Regions from separate parts of the Sus scrofa genome. Here region 1 is linked to region 2. A link is a contact called in public HiChIP or PLAC-seq data. All regions are on one chromosome and are shown on one strand. Each heading gives the region's core, a stretch centred on a gene start, on an enhancer-like site or on the middle of the called end of the contact. The rest is flanking DNA. Distances are from core to core; before and after follow the strand shown.

Region 1 (5,129 bases), core at 1,314-3,813, 66 kb after region 2:
CTCCATGGGAGAGTCCCCTACAACAGAGAATTATCAGGGTCAAAATATCAACAATACAGAGGTTGAGTAAACATGGTATATAAAAATTTAAAGAACAGGAGTTCCCGTCGTGGCTCAGTGGTTAACGAATCTGACTAGGAACCATGAGGTTGCGGGTTTGATCCCTGCCCTTGCTCAGTGGGTTAAGGATCTGGTGTTGCCGTGAGCTGTGGTGTAGGATGCAGATGCAGCTCAGATCCCAAGTTGATGTGGCTCTGGCGTAGGCTGGCAGCTACAGCTCCGATTTGACCCCTAGCCTGGGAACCTCCATATGCCGCAGGAGCGGCCCAAGAAATGGCAAAAAGACCAAAAAAAAAAAAAAAAAAAAAAAAAAAAAAAAAAAAAAAAAAAATTAAAGAACAAACATATATGCCAAAAAAAAGGAAAAAAAGATAGAAAATACTTACTAGAAAGATAGTAAGGAAAAGAAAGATTTTTAATTAATTTATTTATTTATTTTTGTCTTTTTGCCATTTCTTGGGCCGCTCCTGCGGCATATGGAGGTTCCCAGGCTAGGGGTCGAATCGGAGCTGTAGCTGCCAGCCTACGTCAGAGCCACAGCAACGTGGGATCTGAGCCGCGTCTGCCACCTACACCACAGCTCACGGCAACCCCGGATCGTTAACCCACTGAGCAAGAGCAGGGATCGAACCCGCAACCTCGTGGTTCCTAGTCAGATTCGTTAACCACTGCACCACAACAGGAACTCCGAAAAGAAGGATTTTTAAAATGAGAATTAAGAAAAAAGGACAAATAAGGAACCACAGCGCCTATTTTAAGTGCAACACAACAGCATTCCTGCTACGTGCTCGTTTATGAAGTGATACTGATATTCCCTTACCCACCCTGCAACCGCCGCTTTGCATTACTCACGTGTGACTGGCCTGGGTCTACTAAAAGCTATTAGATCCTTCTCTCCAGTCTCCCCTAGTCAACTCATCTCTTGTAGTGATTCACTCACTGCTACAACAAACATTCTCTGCGCACCTACTACACGCCAAGGACTAGGGAGATAAGAGCGTTCAGCAAAAACGCCCGCCAGAGGAGGGCTAACTTGGGGGTAGGGGGAGGCCAGAGGGGTGCTACTGCTACTGATGCACCTAGTTTACTTTCCTGGGTAAATTACTCCACATTTATTTTTGCTAATAGAGATGCATCTACTGGCACTATGCCAAGTTTCCCAAGTCATTTCAAAATCAAGACTATGGTCATCCCGGTCACTCTTGCCCAGGCTGATGACAAATGACTACGTAACAGGCATACTTTCTAGTTCACCATCCACAAACAGCGTTTTTTCAAGCAGGACAAAGCCTTTCAGTTCTCCCACTGAGGAAACCTTCTAGCGCATTACAGATAAACTTACACGGTTATGACAGAAACTGAAACAGTGCCAACCACTGGGGGATCTATAATTCAAAACAAATCACCTCAAAGGTACCTCACAATAAAAGCTCCAACTCAGAAGATATTAAAATGCACAGAAGACCTGAGGGCATCGTCACCCACTCCTCTCCTGGACTAACGAGGCTCCCAGCACAGGGGCGCTGGCTTTAGGCAGTGAGGACAAACTCTGATCCACCAAAGGAATACTCAAAACTTGATCTCTTTCCAGGGACTCGACAGCTCAAGTAACAAGGTCTCACACTCACACTCACACACACACCCACACCCACACCACCTTCCCTGAGATTTATATGGAAATCCATGGTGGATAGTGAGACCACAGAAAAGTCTTGGCATTTACTGAGAGCAGCAACATGGTGTAGGAAACAGAGCCTAAGAGGAAAGGGTATATGGTTCAGAAGGAAGAGAAAACGCTGGAGGAAGAAAGTGTGTTGCTCTTCTCTTTAAGGGAAAATTAGAGGACAGAATTTTCCCCCAAGGAGGACCCCTGGCAGCTGCACCCAGGGACTAAGCATGACTTCCTCGAGGAGCTCACTAGGGGCTGGGCCGGAAGGCAGAGGAAAGAGAAACCCTGAGGGATTGGGGTGGGGGTTGGGGGAAGACTGTGGTTAAAGGGGGTTTTTTCGTGAAGGTAGAGAAAGAAGAGCCAGCAGGCTGGAGAGTAATCGTTCCCAAATGTCACGAGCACAGTAGGAGAGTGAGGGAAGGGAAGAGGAGAGAAGGTGGAGGCCCCTAAGAATTCACACCCTGTGCCCTCAGTTACAAACACAGTCTAGTTGCTAACAATATTAAATTCCAAAATGACTTGTAATGTAGGAAAATAAAATAAACATCCTGCACACTTACCCAATCCGGGTAAACAGCTTCCCATGGGCATGGAGAAAACTGAGGATGAACCTTTTGTTCAGCTGCATGGGAAAAAGAGAAAGGAGAAAACAATTAAACTTTCCCCAGTTTCCTGTTACTGAACAGAGTCCCTAGTGACACAATAACCTGGCCAGGGTCTAAGGGGTGGGCACTGGGGATGGGAACCAAATGAACATGCCCAAACTCTCACACAGACCCAGGGCCCATGCCCAACAGCTGTTGCTCAGCTGAGCCAAAATGACAGCAGGCTCAGCGAGTGAACAGCACCCTCTGCTGGCAGTGGTGACTGCGTGCAGGGAGCGAAGCAATGAACCCAACTAGGCTGGGTAGAAAGGGAGATGCCAGGCACTCTCTGCCATCTAGGAGGTGGCCCCATAATGATGGAAATAAAACACTGACAAGAACAGGACAGAGATGATAATGATCTTGGATAAGTCCCTAATCTTACTTATGAGCTGTTTCTCTACCTTCTCCAAAACTAAAACTCCCTTTTGGTTACCAAGGGGGAGGAAACCCACCGCTAACTAGCTCATCAAATTGTACTTCTCCAGCTTTTAAACTAAAGTTCAAATCTTTCTCTCTCTCTTTTTTTTTTCCCCCTTTTAGAAAAGCTGAACGCTGGGTTTTTATGTTAAATTCTCTGGGTTTTAAATGTTGGCTACTAATGAAAAAAATTTAAACATTAAGCAAGCCAAAAACACACATTTGCCAGCCACATCTGGCTCACATCAATGAGCTACCAAATTTGCAATCTCAGTTCAAGGTTCTAGAAAATCTATTTCTATCACAACTTAGGGAAGATATTCCTCTGAGCAAAACAAGGCAGGGGAAAAAAATGTCAACTCCCAAGAGTGGAAATAATCTAAAGACCAAACCCTGTCATCTTCCCTGGTCTCCTGGAAGCAATATGCTCTGTAGCCAGACAGGAAGAGGGATCAAGAATCCTGATCTCCAGGGAGTGGTTAGGGCAAGGAACAGTCCAGCACCCTGGATGCCTTCCCCAGGAGGAAAAAACTCTTCCGGCTTATACTCTTGCAAAACAGAACACCAACCAAATTGTGGCAGTTTCACTAATTTCATATGAAGTCGGGTGTGGAGAAAGGCGGGCATCTCATCTCACCAATGCCTCGGACCACTAACCATACAATCTTCAGTCTTTACTTTTGCTTAAACGAATTACATTGAATCAGCAATACTAGATCAAACATTGGTTTCTGTGGCTCGTAAGCTCAGGATACTTCACGGAAGGTAACCTGTCTCTACAGTGAGATGAGTCAAGGGGGTGGACGACGCTGGGTTCCATGAACAGAAGGGAAAGGTGAGGAACTGATGCAAAGTAAACGGCTGATGGTTCCACCACGTCAGTGGCAAGGCCTGGGCTAGAAGGGAAAGGAAGGTGGTTTGAAAAACTTACCCCTCGAACTTCTGCCACGTCCCTGTCGTGGGGTCTCAGGCAACTGATCTAACCTCCCTAAGTTTTTCTTTCCACCCAATGGAGTTAAGAGAACCTATATGTTAAGGTAGTGGTGCATGAGATAAGGCAAGTAAAAGCACAGGCTTGGCATGCTGTAAACACTCAACTGTCAGCCGAACATTCTCTCCCAATGAGTGGTAAAATATTAACTAGAGAATCCAGATGAAGGATATACGGAGTTCTTCATATTATTCTTACAACTTTTCCACGGGGAGGAAATTATTTTAAATAAAAAAGTAAAAAAAAAAAATTCCCTCTCTATTTTTAACTCAATTGTCCCTCTTTCCAGCTGTCAATCATAAACAGGTTAACTCATGCATAACTAAGAGGAATTTCACACATACAGAGTACTTTGGTAGAAACAGAATGATACTAACCCATCTCATTCAAGCCAATTATCATCCCCGAAGCTGCAAGGGAGTTCAGAAATTTAAACAACCTTGGAGTTCCCGTTGTGGTGAAGAGGAAACAGTCCTACTAGGAACCATGAGGTTGTGGGCTCGATCCCTGGCCTTGCTCAGTAGGTTAAGGATCTGGCATCTGTGAGCTGTGGTATAGGTCACAGGTGCAGCTCCGATTAGATCTCTAGCCTGGGAACAGCCACATGTCGCAGGTAGGGCCCTAAAAGGACAAAACGACAGAAAGAAAGAAGAGAAAAGAAAAGAAAGAAATTTAAACAACTTAAACTACTAAATGGCAGAGTTAGAACTTGAACCCAGGTCTTCTGATTCCAAAACAGTTCTCCTCCCCTTAAACTGCCATCTATCTCAGTAAGAGAACTGGTGAGCTTGCTTATTCATGCAGGGCTGATGAGGGCAGAAGAACAATTTAAAAAGCAGTTCGGTTTTACTTTTAAGTTTCCCTTACTGATTAGTAGGAAACATACTGTGTGACCCACAATGACTGCTGGAATAAAATCAGTGCACCAAGAGATTTCTTCATATTGTGGCTCTAGCTATACTTCCCAAAGACCTTTCCCTTAGGGTAGCAGAGGAAGCCTACTTAATCACCTGACTTCACACCTGCCATGATCATAATTTAACTATATCTAATAGAAAGTGGACTTCAATGCATTGTTTTTCAACTAGTGATAGTGAAGGGAATCTTAGGGAACTTTTTCAAACTATACACACATTCTCTCTGACCTTGGTTAATGAGAACCACTGCTTTATTTTTAGTCTGAAAGTACCTGTTACCCTAAATATAGCTTCTCTTTATTTGTCACCAACAACATTTCGAGTAGGAAAGGAGCTAAAATGCAGATGCCTTCTAGAGAGAGGTAAAGGCATGTTATATTGAGGAAGCAGATTTGTTATAGATTGATCAAAATGGGACTAAGCACCAT
Region 2 (4,931 bases), core at 1,840-4,339:
CATTCTTCACTCCTCTCTTGAGCCTCAGCTGCCTCTTTCACAAAATAAAGGTACTAATATCTACCTGGCGGGCATACTGTGAGGACTCAATGAAACACTGGACAGAAGTACCTACTCCAGGGACTGACACATCCTAGATATTCAAGAGATATTATATTTTCCTGCCGTGGAGAATAAAGCAGAGTAAAAGCAAAAGGAAGGCATGTAACATCTTATACAGGGTAGCCAGGGAAGGCCTCTCCAACAAGGTGGCATTCAGAAGGGAGGGGAAGTGCCACACAACTATCTGGGGACAGTTTAGGAGGAAAGCAAGTGCAAAGAGCCTGAGGCTTGAATGTGTGGCCTGTCTGAGGAAGAGCAAGGATGCCAATGTGACTAAAGAATACTGGGCACAAGGAAAGTAGCAGGAGCTGGGTCAGACTGTCAACACAGAAGTGACATGATCTTCTTGGTGGTTTAAAGAGATCACTCCAGTTGCTGTGCTGAAAAAAGACCGGAGAGTAGGAGGAGGAAAGAACCAGAGAAAAGACATTTCATTGACTTGAGCTAGGATGCAGTGGTAAGAAAGGGTTGCATCTGCATTTATTTTGAAAGAAAGAAGACTTGGGTTGCTGACAGATTAGATAGGGAGGTGTGAGTAGAAGAGAAGAGCCAAGAATAGCCCCGAGAATTTTTTTTTTCTTCTTTTTTTGGCTGCACCTGCAGCATATGGAAGTTCCCAGGCCAGGGAACTTCAGATAATCCGAGCCACTGCTGCAATCTACACCACAGCTGTAGCAATGCTAGGTCCTTAACCCACTGCACCACAGAGGGAATTCCAACCCTAAGAATTCTTTTTTTTTTTTTTCTTTCTTGGTCTTTTTGCTATTTCTTTGGGCTGCTCCCACGGCATATGGAGGTTCCCAGGCTAGGGGGCGAATAGGAGCCGCAACCCCCGGCCTACACCAGAGCCACAGCAACGCGGGATCCGAGCCGCGTCTGCGACCTACACCACAGCTCACAGCAACACCAGATCGTTAACCCACTGAGCAAGGGCAGGGACCGAACCCACAACCTCATGGTTCCTAGTCGGATTCGTTAACCACTGCGCCACGACGGGAACTCCCCAACCCTAAGAATTCTGACACGAATAACCCCAAAGTTAAAGTTACCATTTAACAGATGGGAAGACTGAAGAAAAACCAGGTTTGGGGGAGAGAAATTCAGGATCTGGAGCTGCTGTGTTGGACACACCTATTTCACAGTCCTTGAGGTAGAGACCTACCTTAGTCTCAGTGAGCTGCAACTGCCCGGGGCAGCCTATGATTCACACACAACCACAGGCTGAGGGCACGGACCTCTGACTTTGTATCTTTCTCTGATCAGGTCGTACACTTATCATATATTGTTTCATACTGCAAACGGTATCATACACATGTATCATATGCTCATACTAGAGCTGAGAGAGGTGAGAAGATAGGGCTTACCAAGTGTGAAACTGATTAGGTCTCCTTCCTTGCTTTGCACTGAGAGACAGCTAACCCAACAGCCAGTTCCCAAAAGCACCCTTCAGAATCAAGACCACCCTATGCTCACAGAAGAACAGTCCATGCTCGCACTCCCCCAGCCCAAGCCACGGTTGCCCAGTTTGTCAGCTCCTCAAAGCCTAGACTTCGTTAGCTGTCCTCAGCCTCACATACTACAACTCCCCATTGTTATTCCCTCCTGAGACTAAAAAAGTAGGATTTCATTCCACCTTTTCACTGGAAAAGCACAAAACGAATATTCCTCTTGAGAGAGAGAGGTTTTCACATTCCCAAGATGAGCCATTAAATGTGTCCAAAGAGTATGGGTTTTTGATATGTCAATGTCTAGAACATTTTACCTAACTACAGAGATTTAACCAAAGGGAATATATATATAAAAATTCTGCTATAAGAAGTCACTTCTCTGTTTATATAAGTTCAAAAACTCAGGCAGGAGTACCCTGGTGGCTCAGTGGTTAAGGATCTGGTGTTGTCACTGTTGTAGCTCTAATTACTGCTGTGGTGCGGGCTCGATCCCTGGCCTGGGAACTTCCACATGCTGTGGGCGCGTGGTTCAATAAAGCAAAGACTGGCTAAAGAAAGCTTAGTATAGCAGAGAATACCAAGTGATCACCGAAAATGATTCCATGTAAGAAAACATTAAAAGATATTAAATGAAAAAGCTGATTATAAATAGCATGTATAATATGACCCCCAGTTGTGTTAACAAAAAAAAGTGCTGTGTGTATATACTATTAGTTAAAAATTAGCAAAAACAGCAGTTGTGGTACCACTGGGTAGAGGGACCATGGATACTTTTCTTCTTTTTACTTCTCTCCAGTGAACATATATATATATTCTTTTCTCACTAAGAAAAAGCCAAAAAAATTTCATATTCAATATAAAATCTCTCATATTTGCAGTTTATGTTTGGAATTTGGTTTTAACTGACTTATAAAAAATCTACCCCATCTCTCTCTCTACATTTCATATGGCTCAAAACACTTCCTTGTGGAAGCAACCTGTGGACTCTCCTTGGAAGGCTCCCCTCTAGGGGATGTGACGCCAACAACTTTGCAGAGAGGTCAGTCGCCGACTTCTGCTCGGCACAAGGGACCTGCTCCCGGGGGTCTGTGGGTGCAGCTTCCCCAGCCCAGCAACCACCACACAGGAATGTGAAGCAGAAGGGACTGCCCTACGCTCCACACCTGGCCACAGACCCAACTGTTAGGCAGAGACTCAGAGTTTCACAGTCCCCACCAGGGCAACAGGCAATGGGCTTTGTTTTCTATAAACAGACAGACAAGGAAAAAGTTCAGGTTAAAACACAGTCCTCGGAGGAAGAAAAATAGAAACCAGGCAGCGGGGAATGCTTCATATTCCTAAAAGCTTTTTTTGTAAGTTAACACATGGTGTCTGCTTCTCTCTAGTCACCTATTTATCACTCTCCTCCTCAGAGAAGGGAAAAAGCCCTGGCTGTTTTCCTAGTGCGGAGTTTTGTGGCTGGGGGGAAGGCGGAGAGGGGGGAGGAAGGAGGGTGCTTTAAGCATGATGCAAACCATTTGGAGCTGAGTGAGAGCACTGCCAACACAAGCTGCACTATTTAAACAAGTGAGGAAATGATCGTATATACAACATGCCAGCGAGCGCACACACACACCAAAGGAAGTTGAGAGGGCTTTTTTTTTTTTTTTTTTTCAGGACACAGAGCTGGATGTCAGCGGCTAAAAGGTCGATATTTTCCCTTAACACCCTTCTCAATGACTTAATCATGTTCCGTTTGCACAGAAAACTTCCCAAGAATAAAAAAGTCTGGAGAATAAAGAGGAGGGGTGAATGGGGAGGGATGTTTGGCCTGGGCCTGACCTTATCCGAGGTTTTCTCCACGTAGCAGGGGTCCTGAGGGGCAGCCAGCAAGGGGACAAAGCCCGAGAGAAGCCGATCCTCTTCCAGGATAAGGAGGGTGAGGTCATCGTCCGGGTCCTTGTACAGTGGCACCTCAGACTGATTCACTGCAGTCAGTATGTTACAGAAATCAGCCAGCATTGACCACACATCCACAGCAACCCTGTGAGACATAAGGTAAGAAAAGAGCAGCTCTAAAGAGGGACCAGTTACAGTATTCTAAGCACTTGTGGCAGGGAGGTACTTGTGGCAAATGTTGTCTATGGCTGGCATCTGCCAGGAAATCTAACCCAGAAAGCTAGGATACAAAATTGTGCACTCATGGCAGTAATCTGGTGGGTGTGTGTCCATCTATGCGAAGTTGAAATTGATTAGGGGAGTTTTTAATCCTAACCAGAAAGGAAAAAGAATTTAGAGAATCAGTTGCCTAATGCAGGTCCTGTCACCTTTCCAGACAGTGTGCCTGAGACACTTACTCAAACAGTCAAGACAACCAGTGCCTGGGGCGGCTCCCAGAACTCCCCAACTCCTGTCCAGCCAAGTATATGCCACACAGACAGCAACACAGTGCCAATCTCCCTGCCTTCCTCATGGTCAGAGGGGCTGGTCACATCCCACAGACTCATATGGCTATTACCCCCCGCCCCCCGACCCTAGTCCCCTACAATGTTTAGAACTCTCCTCCTAGGAGTTCCCCTTGTGGCTCAGCAGTAATGAACCTGACTAGTATCCACGGAGACGTGGGTTCGATCCCTGGCTTCGCTCAGTGGGTTAAGGATCTGGCATTGCTGTGAGCTGTGGTGTAGGTCACAGACCATGGCTCAGATCTGGCGTTGCTATGGCTGTGGTGTAGGCCGGCAGCTGCAGCTCCAATTCGACCCCTAGCCTGGGAACTTCCATATGCTGCAGGTGTGGCCCTAAAGGGGGGGGGGGATCTCCTCCTATATACAAGTAGGAAAACAAACACACACCCGACAAACACCTCATATCTGGCCTGCCAAGATCCTCCCAGGAGGGTGAAGCTTCCCGGGCATTTCAGCAGATGAACCAGTACCAGGGCCACCTTGGTCATCCTCATCCCACTCCCGCTTCTGTCACGCACTTCTGGAAGGTCAGATATAGGGACTGTCCCAGTTTTAGCACTGAAAGCCCCATGTCACAAGAAACCTCTCAGTCCTGGGCAAACTGGGATGGCTGGTCATCCCTAACTGCATTATCACCAGGTCCTGGTTGAACCTGAGCAGAAATCTTGAAAATGCAAGGTCTGGATCTCCCCACTTCAAACTCCAGGCAGAATCATTTGTTACCACCATTTGTCCAAAAAAAACAAAAAAACAAAAAACAACTGTGGTTCAGATCCCTGCTTTGGTGGGTGCTAATAAGGATCCTTAGAGCTTTCTTTTTTGTCTGCAGAGGACATAGCTCAAGTAGCCAAACTGTGGTCAGATCCAGGGCCTGCCAAGTCTATAGGCCCCAGGCTGTACAAGACTTGGCTTTCTTTTCCAGAAGACTACCTAACCA

The links. HiChIP or PLAC-seq counts read pairs in DNA pulled down with a chosen protein or histone mark.
Region 1: a contact with region 2 is called in an H3K27ac HiChIP or PLAC-seq map of skeletal muscle, with 4 times the contacts expected there. The contact joins two enhancer-like sites. A contact is called at or near these places in 14 of 47 Hi-C or Micro-C datasets (embryonic fibroblasts, epiblast stem cells, fetal heart ventricle and 8 more) and 1 of 2 datasets of contacts at active chromatin or transcription factors (skeletal muscle).

The regions. Positions count from the first base shown.
Region 1 is chr12:48,333,293-48,338,421 of Sscrofa11.1, forward strand. It overlaps SMG6 (telomerase-binding protein EST1A), which reads right to left. Exons shown (of 19, transcript XM_021067586.1): 9 at 2,290-2,351. Among named protein-coding and RNA genes, the nearest start is that of SRR, 51 kb to the right of the region's middle. Within about 2 kb of position 2,564, at least 24 of the 83 cell types and tissues checked have an H3K27ac peak or open chromatin away from gene starts, as enhancers often do. A contact at or near this core is called in fetal skeletal muscle, retroperitoneal adipose tissue and skeletal muscle, where this site is marked.
Region 2 is chr12:48,266,797-48,271,727 of Sscrofa11.1, forward strand. It overlaps SMG6 (telomerase-binding protein EST1A), which reads right to left. Exons shown (of 19, transcript XM_021067586.1): 13 at 3,372-3,573. Among named protein-coding and RNA genes, the nearest start is that of HIC1, 100 kb to the left of the region's middle. Within about 2 kb of position 3,090, at least 33 of the 83 cell types and tissues checked have an H3K27ac peak or open chromatin away from gene starts, as enhancers often do. A contact at or near this core is called in fetal skeletal muscle, retroperitoneal adipose tissue and skeletal muscle, where this site is marked.